2 separate regions of the Mus musculus genome follow, and region 2 is linked to region 1. Evidence: chromatin contacts called from public HiChIP or PLAC-seq data. All regions are on one chromosome and are shown on one strand. Each heading gives the region's core, a stretch centred on a gene start, on an enhancer-like site or on the middle of the called end of the contact. The rest is flanking DNA. Distances are from core to core; before and after follow the strand shown.

Region 1 (6,875 bases), core at 1,123-3,622:
TCCTCATTATAAAGATTCAAAATCTGGGTAAAAGAAATGATGTTGTTATGATTCAAGTCGAAGGTCAAAGGTAAAGTTTTACACTGCCTTTTCTGTGGTCATATTCTGTTGCTTCTTCCCTCACATCATGTGACTCTTTCTTTTCTACTACAGCAGTCTTTAGAAATGTTTACATCTGAATGCTTGTTCCCACTTAATGTTAGCATAAGGGTACTAAGGCAATAAGACTGATAAAGATGGTTTCGTTCTTCTATGTGAACACACAGGTAACAACACCACTTGCTGAAAATACTCTTTTCTCATGTGTGTATTTTGGGCATCTTTGTTTAAAAAATGAGGTGGCAGTGATGGTGTAAACTTAAGTCTGGGTCTTCCGTTCTATAGTCTTTCTTTTCAGTGAACAGTACTGAAGGAAGAGGCATGGGACTGCTCAAGGTGCCCAGAAAAATGAGGGTTAGATGATCAGCAATAATATTTATGGCCCCACCTATAAGGCTTAGGGAATACTGCTGAAGAGGAAGTAGAAAGAGCTAGAGGATAGGGAGAAGGGCTAGGGAATGCATCTGCTGGGCATGAAATGGCTATTCCAGTCATGAGCCCAATGCAACTGTACTTGTCTACATAGACGCTACTGGAGAACCAGCCCGACCTCAGTACTTAAGAGCAGTGTCTGCTTCTGCAGAGGTCCTATGTTCATTTCTCAGCATCCACATTGATGGCTCACAACCACTGTAACCCCCCCCTCCAAGGACACAGTGCCCTTTCTTGGCCTCCTTGGACACTGTGCTCACATGCATATACCTACACCCAGACATAGACATATAACAGCAATTCTAATATAATAAAAACTTACTCTTAAAAAGCAGAATAGAGCCAGGCAGTGGTGGCACATGCCTTTAATCCCAGCACTTGGGAGGCAGAGACAGGCGGGTTTCCGAGTTCGAGGCCAGCCTGGTCTACAGAGTGAGTTCCAGGACAGCCAGGACTACACAGAAAAACCCTGTCTTGGGGAAGAAAAAAAAAGCAGAGCAGAATGGACCTGTTTACAGCTAACCATAGATGGAGAAGCTTCATCTCCTTCATCTCCACTGTTGGTTCCTAACTGCTGACCTAGTGGCTACTGATGAATTGTGGGAAACCAGGCATTACTACTGTCAATTACATAAGCACTCGTGAGTCAGCCACGCTCCAGTGGAGAGTTCAAACTCTACATGGGTAGCCCTGGGTAAACTGATTGGGTCTCAAAACTAAAGCAGATAAATATGGTAAATATGGAAAGGGGACTTTAGGGTAGGAGAGAGGGTTAAAGGGGGTGGGAGGAACATGAGCAGAGCTTTGGGGCAAGAGGAGCCTGAATGTGTAGGATCCCTGTATGAATATGTCTGAGGAGACATTCAATAGTCAGTTTTTTAAAACAGGAGAAATATGAAAGAAAAAGTAAACACAAATAAGTCACAAAGTACCAAATCCAACTGCCCTGAAAAAAAAAACAACTTATGAATTTCCAGTTTTTAAAAGAATCTCAAGTCAGTGGTTATAGGTCCCCATTGCTTTGCTCAGTGTCTAGAACTGTGCCCCACAGAGTCAGGATGCAATGAACAGCTGCCGTTGGCTGGAGTTGCTTTGGTGGGAATTAAGGTCACTTTCGTTTGAGTCACATGCTATGTCTAATTTTTCTGTCATTCTGTAATAGATGTAAGTACAGCCTCATCCCAATAACAAATGCCTTTGCATTTGGCAGCACTTTGACATGCCTCATGATATTGTGGCTTCTGAAGATGGGACTGTGTACATTGGCGACGCACACACAAACACCGTGTGGAAGTTCACCCTCACTGAAAGCAGGCTGGGTTTGTTTTTCATTTGTTCATTTTTATAGTACTTCTGACTGTAATTTCCATCTGTTTTATTGTTTAAAATGGGAAACAAAAACATTTGCTTTTGAATAGGAAACAGGGATATAAGGGGTTTGGGTTTGGGGTTCAGCACGTGTCTGGCATCTTCAGCTTTCTATTCCTTGTACTACAAAGGACGAGAAATGAAGAGCGATGAGAGGAGGAGGAGGAGGAAGGGATGGGGTCCTTATTTGGTATCCAATTCAGGGATTCAATAAGGTTTGAAATGTGGAGAGAGAGGGGTTTTGTTTTTTGGTTTGTTTTTTTTTTTTTTGTTTTGGTTTGGTTTTTTCTTTTTTCATTTTCCTGGCAGTCATTGCCTTGTTTCCAGAGACACTCCACAGGAAATTTTTGATGTGTGAAGTAATGTCTGTTACATTAAAAGCCAGTGTTAATTCCAGCTTGGTTACAGAAGGAAGAGACAGCTTTGACAAAGCAGAGGTTGGCTTGTTGCCACGAGCTATCACCCCATGTGGCTCTCTGTAGCACTGAGCTTCAAGGGACAACAGCATCCTTCCCTGACACTTAGGGCTCAGCTTTCCTCCAGATACTGAGTTGCTGTATTTTTATTTAACTCAGAACATAAAGAACACATTTGCTCCATCAGAACCTAGCCAGTTAGTGTAAAATTGTTAGGTTTTAGAGTTGGGGGTGGGGAAGGAGAGTCAAGGGAACACTGGAATAGCTTACTTCCTGTTAGGTCTATAGAGCTGTTTCAAGGGGACATTGAGCTGGATTATTGAGAAGTAAGGCATCTGTTAGAAAAGTTATTAACGTCACAGATAGACAGAGGAGAGGAATTGTGTGACAGAGATGCTATGAGAGTTCAGGATGAAGCACCAGAGATAGACAGAATGGTGTGGTCTCAGAAGAAGAAGCAGAGCTCTTGAGGCAGAAGTGGGATCTGTTCTTATGGCTCCCTAGAGAAGGGTGAGGTTTCACAACAGAAGTCCCTCAGCCGCGCTCTCTGAATCCCAGGCAAGAGATAGAGAAAAGGGTTGGGAGCAAGTTAGATGGCCAAGATCCATTTTAATGTTAACTTACTTCACAAATGAGAAAGGGCCCCAGGATGTCTGATAGCCAGGGGATCATTGTGTCTCAGCAGGGTACCCGATAGTATCTGGCAGAGGAAATTGCTGCAGATATTGTGGCCTGAGCTGGATGCTGGCGCTGTATTTTTGCAAGAATGTTCGAATTCTTTCATTTCAATGTGCACATCATTAAAACTATGCTAGCATAGTCCCTGGTTTCAAGCTATAAATCAAAACATTCTTTATCTGAAGTTCAGTGAACGTTTACTTGGCCAAAAATATCCAATATCCAGAAATGCTTTTTAAGTATTTTGGAGTCTAAGCAACAGGAGATAGTTGTAATTAGTAAAGGATTTGGGGATGATAGATTTGTGGTATCTAAAGCTGCAGCAAATAGTTTTATTAGGTAAAGAGTTAATAAGGACATGAAAACTTGATTAATAAATTATGTCAATAACAGCATAAATTCACGTCCTAACAAGAAAAGGAAACAAATTGTTAGAAGAAAAGTAAAATTAAGACTATGAACTTCAATCAAATATAATGTACATTTTACGTCTCAATTTGGCCAATGCTGTATTCAGTAACTTTTGAGCTTTGAATTAATTAATCTTTGAGTGACTTTTAGTATTCTGAGATAAGAACCCAATTAGCATAGTGCACATAGATTCAACCATTTGGTGTCTTGGCAGATGTGACAAAACTGTTCATCAGGAAAAACCATATTCTGCTCACGATTTCAGAGGGTTCAATCCTTGATTGTTTACAAAGAAAGTCACAGCAGCAGTGTCATGTGGTACAAGGGAGCTTATGACCAAGAAGCAGAAAAGGGGGATAGAAGGACATGGGCCACATGAAAGCACAGCCCTGTGTCTTCCAAGGCCCTGCCACCTATTTCTCACACTCCAATAGAGCTAGTGTATCAGTTCCACACTGGAAATAACACAGGATTAAGTCAAAGTCTCCCGATCTCAGGCCCTCAGGAAGTATCCACACACACACTCTCAGTCCTGCTTTACAGCTCCTGGAGGGACTTCTTAATCCAGTGAGGACTGTGAGGGACCTGCAGCCTATGCTACCCCAGAAGTTATTCACCTTTCCAGAAAAATAAAGAAACAACCTTCACTCTAAGATGTTGTCCAGGTGCAAACAACGTTAGCAAGGGAGTGGTAAAACCACTGAACTGAATCATTCCATTCCTTAGGTAGAAAGGTCTGTGGGGATCAAACTGCCAAGGCTATCTCTCAGGGAGGGAGCTCTGAGAGAAGCAAAATGGTGGAAAAGCAAGTGGATTGTATCTGAGAGTCAGCAGAGGGCCTCTGACTGGCACCGGCTGTTTAGATTAAGTGGGAATTGGATGCTTTTGTCCTAAATAATTGACCTTTGAGAACAGACTGCCTGTGGAATGCTGAATTAAGTGTCTGTTTACCCAGTAACAATCCTGTTTACCAGGTCTGAGCCCTCTATTTAGGACATTGTCACCAGCACTGCCATCTGGGAGGGGTGAGAGGGAATGGGAGAGTGGGGGCCTTGCAAACAGAATTTTGTCACCAGCTCTGCCATTTGGACCTAATAAACAGAGCTACCTGATATTTCAGAAACAATGTAATATTATGAATCCCCCCCAAAAAACCCTATTCTGAATAAGTTATTAAAAATATTACCTCAACTACACTAAGAAGGTTTTATAGAGGATTCATGGACTTGACCTCTAGTTAGACTTCGGAAATTTATGTAACTGACTAAAACTGGTATCAAGGTTAAGTTTTTAATGTTCTTTTAGAGGATTCTGATTCTTCTCTCTTCTTATTGTGCTGTTACAGAAGTGGAGCATCGATCAGTTAAAAAGGCTGGCATTGAGGTCCCGGAAATCAAAGGTTGGTCAGAGTCCTCTCTCAACTGTGAAACCAAAAGCTATCTAGTTGGATTATTTTGGGCTCTTGATTGCAGGTTAAAAATTATCAAGCTAAAAATATATAATGTGGTAAGTCGTTGCTCCCTGCTTTTTGCAGAGCTCTTAAGCCTGCACGCCGCCACTTCTTTGTATGTTGAAGGAAATAGTTCTAAGGGCCTCTGATCATTGCTGATTCTCACTTATGGAGGAGGACTTAAGAAATCTATAATGAGCAAGAGAGATATGCAGAAAGGAAAAGATTCAGCTAGTTGTATTGGGAAGTATTTTTGACTTTTTGTAAGGTAGAAAGAAAAAAAAGGATTTTTGGTATGCTAGAAAAGCCGGCGTGAACTCTCATGTACACAAGTGAAAAACCTTAGTGGGTAACTTCTATTTGATAGGAAACATTAGCATGCCCACCAACTCGTGACGTAGTACCTCAGAGCCAACAAGATTGACTGGGGCCTTTGTAAACAGCAATGTAGTAAACCTGAGAGAAATGACAAGACACCTGACCTCAGGGAAATCACTGCACACATCTCCATGGCCCCATCCATATTGACACACAGTATCTGAAATGAGTTTAGCTCCCGGTGAGTGGCTCCTATTCCCATTCAGAATCTCTGACTAGTCACTTTTCCCAAGAGCCACTTTGAGTTTGTACTTTTTCGACAATGTAGGCTTTTGACTGGTGTTTGTTGTTGGACACGCCATGCTTTAAGTCACAAATCAATTCCATTCTTCAGATTGAACCCCCAGGTGAAGAGGTTCAGACCGAAGTCCAAGCATCTTTGTTTTCTTACTCACTTGTTTTCTTGCTCAAGAAAGTAGTTTGTAAAGATGTGTGAAGAAGCCACAAGCAAAAGGAAGTTGACATAGGCAGAAAGGAAAGTTAGCAGCAGGCTCAGCTCAGCATTGTGAGAGCTAACATTGTAGCAAAAATAAATGGCACTGTTTGGCATTTGTAGAGATTCTACCTAAGGGACAAATACTGAGTGGTATTCCTGTTACTCAAATACAGACACAAGTCTTAAATCATCAATGCGATTCGCCTGGCAGTGGTGGCACATGCCTTTAATTTCAGCACTTGGGAGGCAGAGGCAGGTGGATTTCTGAGTTCAAGGCCACCCTGGTCTACAGAGTGAGTTCCAGGACAGCCAGTGCTATACAGAGAAACCCTGTCTCCAAAAAAGAAAAAAGAAAAAAAAAATCATTGCGATTTACATAGTATTATTGATGTTAGGTTTAATCCTCAAATAAAGAGATAATTTATAAGAGATATTGCTGCTAATAACAGCTATTATTGGATCACTCTACATGGACAATACAAAAATTATCAAATGAAATCATTATATTAGCAATGTGATATACATCTTATATCTGAGGAAACAAGGATAGATATTACTAAGGAGACAATACATGTTTAAGTCAAGTTTTAAAGGCAAGTTTGTTTGATATCAAATCCTGTGCTCTTGATCAGTGCATCAATCCAAGAATTTACAAGTTAGGAATGATCTGCAGTGTATGTTGAAATCTCTAGAATTTTCTATTTTCATCTGTTTCTGTTATAATATGTTCTACCAGAACAATCTTGATGGTAATATACTAGTTATCATGTTGAGAACGTGCCCGATTATCCTGACCTCTGACCTCACCTTGGCTGCTGGATGAAAAGAAAACAATTAATCCATTTAGATGGAAAGCATCCCTGTCGTATGGCAGAACCCAGAAGTTGAAATAATAAATTTTACTAAAACGTCTGCCTTGAAAGTCCAGCTTTCCTAGTCAGGAATATCCCAACTCAAATGGACATACTCTGTTCCCAACACCCAAATAATTCTCATCCTTTTATAAGATTATATGTGTATTATAAAAGGAATATAGATCATGCTGGATCTCTAGAGACTATTGCTTATCAAAATCATGATGCTAACCTTTATAACAAAGGCCAAAGCAGATTCATAGTTGGCAGCATGGGTGTTTATTAATTTTATAACTCTAAAAATGAGCTACTTTTGATGATACTTCTCACCATGAGTGTTCATATAATTGACC
Region 2 (6,875 bases), core at 2,051-4,550, 520 kb before region 1:
AGACCTATGCCAAATACGTATCTATATATTTATATATTATATACAAAATATATTATATTAAAATATTAATAATTATGGTACATATTAATAAATATACATGAGTATACAGATGTCATATTATGTATATATATTTATTATGTATTATAATATGTAGCACATATATATCATATTGACAATATATTAGTTGAATTGAAAGTCATTCATCAACAGTGGTTAATTTAGGTCATTGCTACTGTTGACCTAATGACTCCAGGGCAGAGAAAAAAAACAATCTAGGACTTTATCATCTGAAAACCTTGGGCATAGGACTGGCTTGGAGGACAAATACAGCTCAATGACATTAATGAGAGCCAACTGATAAAAAATGTACAAGTAGAAAAACAGCCTCTGAATCATATTTGAGGGTAGTCACTGAAGAGTGATGGGCTTTCCACCAAGCAGGTGAGGCAACAAGGTACTGGATTTGTATATAGATTGTGGCCAAGCAGGAAAGCAGATGATCTTTGGAGTCTCTGAGAGACATACCATTTAGGTTTCTAAAGTGTGTTTGTGGGAGGAATGAAGGATGAGCAATCGATTACAGAGTTAAGTGCAAAGATCTGAGAGGTGATAAAGGCCAGACTAAACATTAGCCACTGTTATTTGGACTGCTTTCATCCCCACACATTTAAGGTGAAGATTGTCCTAGAACATGAGGCTGAAGACTGGTAAAAATGTAGGAAGAAAAGAAAACAAAACATGCAGGAAGAAGAAGCTAAAAGCCAGAGACAGTTTTGAGAAATGAGGTTGTTTTGTTTTGTTTTGTTTTGTTTTGTTTTGTTTTTGAACAGTCTATGGAGCTGTTTTGTTTACTTTTGTAATGATTTAAACACTGTAGGCAGTTAGGTTTCTGTGTCCTTTTAGTTCATCATAGAAGCAATATTTCAGTGCTTCCCATAACCTATATTCAGCTTGAGTCCTAGCACATAATGCAAATGGAAACTATTTTCCAAGTAGAGACTGGAAGAATAAAGCTTTAACGCCATAGAATAGGGATTGCTTTTGAAAACATATCAGAATGCAGACAGAATTGTTATGAGAAACACCTGGAACACAGGGGCTTGAGTGACAGCCTTGTGTTTCTGTGACATGACAATCTGGAGTAGTGTGGGCTGCCAGCTTGGTCTCCACATCTCTGCATGGCCCATGTGTCAGAGCTGCCAAGCCATCATTAGTTTACATCTCTAAATTGAAGGGCATTGGACAGTTGTCACCCGGTCCCAGATAGTAGAAACAAGAGTGAAAAAAGAAACAAAAAAAAACCCCAGCAAATACTTTTCTGACAAACAAACAAGCAAACAAACAAAAAACAAAAAAATTATCACATATCTTGTTCAGTTACATTGCATTTATTAGAACTTCATCTTTTGGCTGTCCCTAATGAGTGACTAGGGAGAGGTAAGAGTAGGTTGAAGCCCTTGGTAACTAAAGGAGGTTGTATATTAGAACTTGATAATCAATATCATCTGTCTGTCATTGATGCTTTTAACAATAATTTCTTTTTTGTTGCCTTGAAATATTTATTTATTTATTTATTTATTTATTTGCATTTCAGATGTTAGCCACTTTCCTGGTTTTCCCTCCACAACCCCCCTATCTCATCCCCCCCCTCCACCTGCTTCTATGAGGGTGCTCCCCACCCACCCACTCACCTCCAACTCACCACCCTAGCATTCTCCTACACTGGGCATCGAGCCTCCATGGGAGCAACCAATAATTAGAGGGGGTCAACTATTACTCACTAAAGGCTGCATAATGTGTTGGTCTGTGGGATGTCACATAGTATTCATAGTCTTGTGTGATGAGTACTATGTCTCTCTCTCTTTCTCTCTCTCTCTCTCTCTCTCTCTCTCTCTCTGTGTGTGTGTGCGTGTGTGTGTGAGTGTGTGTGTGAGTGAGTGAGTACATGTGAGAGAGAATTTGTGTGAATGTGGGTGTGGGGGATATGTGGGTGTGAGTGTGTGAGGATGTTGCTGTCTTTTGATATGCAAATGTGCATTCGTGCAGAGAAATTACTGAGAATGTGAGTAAAGATGATCCAGGAATAGACCTGTAAAGAAATTCTTAATTATGAAACTATTAAAATATTTTAGCTAGGAGGTATTGCAGCTGATTAGCTCTTTAGGAATTCCATTTTGGTTAAAACCTCTTCTTACGAGGGCTATAAGGAAAAAAAGAATTCTTCATTTTGATGTAATTCAAAATTTATTAAACATTGTCTTTTAGCCAGATGTATATTGTTTCCCTTGAGAATGATAAAAATCACTAAAATAAAAAAATAACAGGGACTAGGTCTGTTGCCTGGAAACACTTCACATTTGATAACCTCTCTTAAAATGTACCTTAGTCTTTATAAAATAGAAAAGCTAGATAGGAGGGGAAGGATATACAGAGAAGTAATACAGGTTTCTGCTGATACTGGTTTCTAGTTTCAGCCCTGTTAAATTCAAAGTCTCCTGCATAGAAAATGCAAGGAAAAGAAGCACAAAGTCTAGGTTTCTGCCCTTCAAACACAAATGAATTCCATAGGTCAGGAAAGTTTACACTGAATCAACCAAAGCATAGCTAATAAGGAAGTAGATTTGTTTTTCATCCACAGGACGAGTCCTCGATTCCACAGGTGGGTCTGATTTCTTTTTTGTGACTATAGTATAAATAATAGCCTCAAATACCAGGAAATTGCTTTGCATAACTGCCTAAGACAAAACTGGATCCCTGGTTTTGCATATTTTCTCAACCATTCTCAATGCAAACATAATTTGGATTGAAAATTTTGTTACTAAATAATTGAATCTAGAGAGACCCATTCCAAAATGTTCATTGGTGTCTTAAATATGTACTTTTTTTTCTTTTGCTTAGTGATTATATCAGCCAGTTTATTTGAAATCATGACGCCATTGAAGATACTAACAATGGAAGAAGGAAATAAAATTCTAGAAATACCTTCTAGGTATTAATGCGATGATTTTGTACCACCAGATGGCGGTATTTAGTTTTGAAACCATATTCGCCATACCACAGCCAAGTATTTAAAGCAGTTCAATATGAATGAATAACCTTGTCTTAGACAAAAGAACCATCACCAGAAGAGTCTAATGTCTTTTCTTTGTTCTAGTATCATCCATCTGTGCAAGCTGTCCCTTCCTTTGAAATACACGAAAAATTAACTATGTACAAAACCCACACTGGAGCTACAAGACAGAATGGGACTACAAGTGCCTGTATTTGGCAACAGATGGTTTGAAACTGAATACAATAATCAATAATGATGATGCCTTGACTACATGAGCAGCTGTCCTCCCCACAGCTCAAGAGCCTCTCATCATCCCTCTCCTGCCCCAACAGACAGTTATATCACCTAGAGAATGTTCCTTTGTCTCTTTCCTTTCTTTTCCTTTACTTTTGATTTTGCTTCTCATCTCCAGATAATAATCAACCTTCCTGACACAAGAGAGCAACACTTTTGCTTGTTCTCACACCTATACAAATACTCTGCAAACTGTTTTAAGCCTCTCATACCATAAGCACATAAACTTGATGATGGAATAGGTAGACTGAAGATCATTGAAATACCTGTTCAAGAAATTTTGTCTCAAGAATACTTATCTGTGTATGGCCTTAGAACAGGATGAGCTCTTTATATAAGCTTTGACTTAGAAGGAAAGGTGTTTGATTATTAAAGAATACTTGAATTTTTCTCTCAACTGATTACTAATTTCTTACTCAAGCCTTAAATCTTCTGATTAGTTATTTGTTTCTTTAGGAAATAATAGACTTTGTAAGTACAGTTTACAAATGTTAATCTAAAGAAATGTTTAATTTTCAAGTCTGTCTATTTCTGACATTTCATTAATTTGGGAGGAGGGGAGAGTGTCTTATTGCACATGTCATAGTGTATGTATGGAAGTCAGATGGCAACTTGTAGGAATTGGTTTGTCCTACATATCCTCCACATAAGCTCTCCAGGTGGAGGTCAGCTCTAATGGCAATCACATTTACCCACTGGGACATTATTTATTAATTAACTGCCATGGAATAGAAATGTATCTGCTTAGTAAATGACAATTTCTTCTTTGTTTATTAGATATTTTCTTTATTTACATTTCAAATGTTATCCCATTTTCTAGTCTCCCCTCCAAAAATCCCCCTATCCTCCTCTCTTCCCCCTGCTCCCTGCACCCACTCCTGCTTCCTGGCCCAAACATTTCCCTATACAGGGGCATAGAACATTCATAGGACCAAGGGCCTCTCCTCCCATCGATGACCAACTAGGCCATCCTCAGCTACATATGCAGCTAGAGCCATGAGTATCTCTGTGTGTTTTCTTTGATTGGTGGTTTAGTCCCAGGGAGCTCTGGGGTTACTGGTTAGGTATTATTGTTGTTCCTCATACACGGCTGCAAACCCTTTCACCTCATTGGGTACTTTCTCTAGCTCCTTTATTGGGGACTTTGTGCTTCCTTTAATGGGTGAGTATGAGCATCCATTTCTGTATTAGTCAGACACTGGCAGAGCCTCTCGGGAGACATCTATATAAGTCTCCTGCCAGCAAGCTCTTGTTGGCATCTGCAATAGTGTCAGGGTTTGGTGGTTGTTTATGGTATGGATTCCTAGGTGAGGCAGTATTTGGATGGTCATGCATTCAGTCTCTGCTCCCAAATTTTTCTCTGTAACTCTTTCAATGGGTATTTTGTTCCACCTTCTAAAAAGGATCAAAGTTTCCACACTTTGGTCTTCCTTCTTCTTGAGTTTCATATATTTTGCAAATTGTATCTTGGGTATTCTGACCTTCTGAGCTAATATCCACTTATCAGTTAGTGCATAATATGTGTGTTCTTTTTAATTGGGTTACCTCACTTAGAATAATATCCTCCAGATACATCCATTTGTCTAAGAATCTCATAAATTCATTGTTTTTAATAGCTGAGTCGTACTCCATTATGTAAATGCACCACATTTTTTGTATCCATTCCTCTGCTGAGGGATATCTGGGTTCTTTTCAGCTTCTTGCTAAATAAGGCTGCTATGAACATAGTGGAGCATGTGTCCTTATTACAATTTGGAGCATCTTCTGTGTTTATGAACAGGAGAGGTATTGCTGGATATTCTAGTAGAACTATGTCCAATTTTCTGTGGAACTGCCAAACTGATTTCCAGAGTGGTTGTACCAACTTGCAACCCCAACAGCAATGTAGAAGTGTTCTTCCTTTTCCACATCATTGTTAGCATCTGATGTCACATTAGTTTTTGATCTTAGCTATTCTAACTGATGTGAGCTGTAATCTCAGGGTTGTTTTAATTTGCATTTCCCTGATGATTAAGGATGTTGAGAATTTTTTTAGGTGCTTCTTGGCCATTCAGTAATCCTCAGTGGAGAATTCTTTGTTTAGCTCTGTACCCCATTTTCAATAGGGTTATTCAGTATTCTGGAGTCAAATTTCTTGAGTTCTTTATATATATATTGGATATAAGGCCCCTAGGTTTAGGAGTTCTCTAGTGGAATTTTTGGGTTCACTTACATATACTATCCTATAATCTGCAAATAGTGATATTTTGACTTCTTCCTTTCCAAATTGTATCCCTTTGATCTTCTTTTGTTGTCTAATTGCTCTGACTAGGACTTCAAGTACTATATTGAATAGGTAGGGAGAAAGTGGGCAGCCTTGTCTAGTCCCTGATTTTAGTGGGATTGCTTCCACAGTCTCTCCATTTAGTTTGATGTTGGCTACTTATTTGCTGTATATTGCTTTTATTATGTTTAGGTATGGACCTTGAATTCCTGATCTTTCCATGACTTTTATCATTAAGGGGTGATTTTGTCAAATGCTTTCTCAGCATCTAACAAGATGATCATGTGATTTTTGTCTTTGAGTTTGTTTATATTGTGGATTACATTGATGGATTTCCATATATTAAACCATCCCTGCATCCCTGGGATGAAGCCTACTTGGTCATGATGGATGATCATTTTGATATGTTTTTGGATTTGGTTTGCAAGGATTTTATTCAGTATTTTTACATCAATATTCATAAAAGAAATTGATCTGAAGTTCTCTTTCTTTGTTGGATCTTTGTGTGGTTTATGAATCAGAGTAAATGTGGCTTCATAGAATAAACTGGGTAGAGTGCATTCTGTTTCTATTTTGTGGAATAGTTTGAGGAGTAGTAGAATTAGGTCTTCTTTGAGGGTCTGATGGAACTCTGCACTAAACCCATCTAGTCCTGGACTTTTTTTGGTTGGGTGACTATTAATGACTGCTTCTATTTCTTTAGGGGAAATGGGACTGTTTAGATCATTAATCTGATCCTGATTTAACTTTGGTACCTGGTATCTGTTGAGGAAATTGTCCATTTTATGCAGGTTTTACAGTTTTGTTGAGTATAGCCTTTTGTACTAGGATCTGATGATGTTTGGATTTCCTCAGGTTCTGTTGTTATGTCTCCTTTTTCATTTCTGATTTTGTTAATTAGGATACTGTCCCTGTGCCCTCTAGTTAGTTTGGCTGAGGGTTTATCTATCTTGTTGATTTTCTCAATGAACCAGCTCCTGGTTTGGTTGATTCTTTGAATAGTTCTTTTTTGTTTCCACTTGGTTGATTTCAGCCCTGAGTTTGATTATTTCCTTCCATCTACTCCTTTTGGGTGAACTTGCTTCCTTTCATTCTAGAACTTTTATGTGTGCTGTCAGACGACTAGTGTATGCTCTCTCTAGTTTATTTTGGAGGCACTCAGGGCTATGAGTTTTCCTCTTAGGACTGCCTTCATTGTGTCCTATGGGAAGTTTGGGTATGTTTTGGCTTCATTGTCATTAAGCTCTAAAAAGTCTTTAATTTCTT

What was found. HiChIP or PLAC-seq counts read pairs in DNA pulled down with a chosen protein or histone mark.
Region 2: an H3K27ac HiChIP or PLAC-seq map of heart atrium shows a contact between it and region 1, with 9 times the contacts expected there. The contact joins two enhancer-like sites. A contact is called at or near these places in 1 of 484 Hi-C or Micro-C datasets (bone marrow-derived macrophages), 3 of 115 datasets of contacts at active chromatin or transcription factors (cardiomyocytes, embryonic basal ganglia and heart atrium) and 1 of 9 other capture datasets (adipose tissue).

What each region holds. Positions count from the first base shown.
Region 1 is chr1:97,829,383-97,836,257 of GRCm38.p6, reverse strand. Pam (peptidylglycine alpha-amidating monooxygenase) reads left to right here. Exons shown (of 26, transcript NM_001357127.1): 22 at 1,742-1,850; 23 at 4,750-4,803. Among named protein-coding and RNA genes, the nearest start is that of Gin1, 63 kb to the right of the region's middle. Within about 2 kb of position 2,372, at least 45 of the 459 cell types and tissues checked have an H3K27ac peak or open chromatin away from gene starts, as enhancers often do. A contact at or near this core is called in heart atrium, where this site is marked.
Region 2 is chr1:98,346,621-98,353,495 of GRCm38.p6, reverse strand. No RefSeq gene overlaps it. Among named protein-coding and RNA genes, the nearest start is that of Slco6d1, 71 kb to the left of the region's middle. Within about 2 kb of position 3,300, at least 15 of the 459 cell types and tissues checked have an H3K27ac peak or open chromatin away from gene starts, as enhancers often do. A contact at or near this core is called in heart atrium, where this site is marked.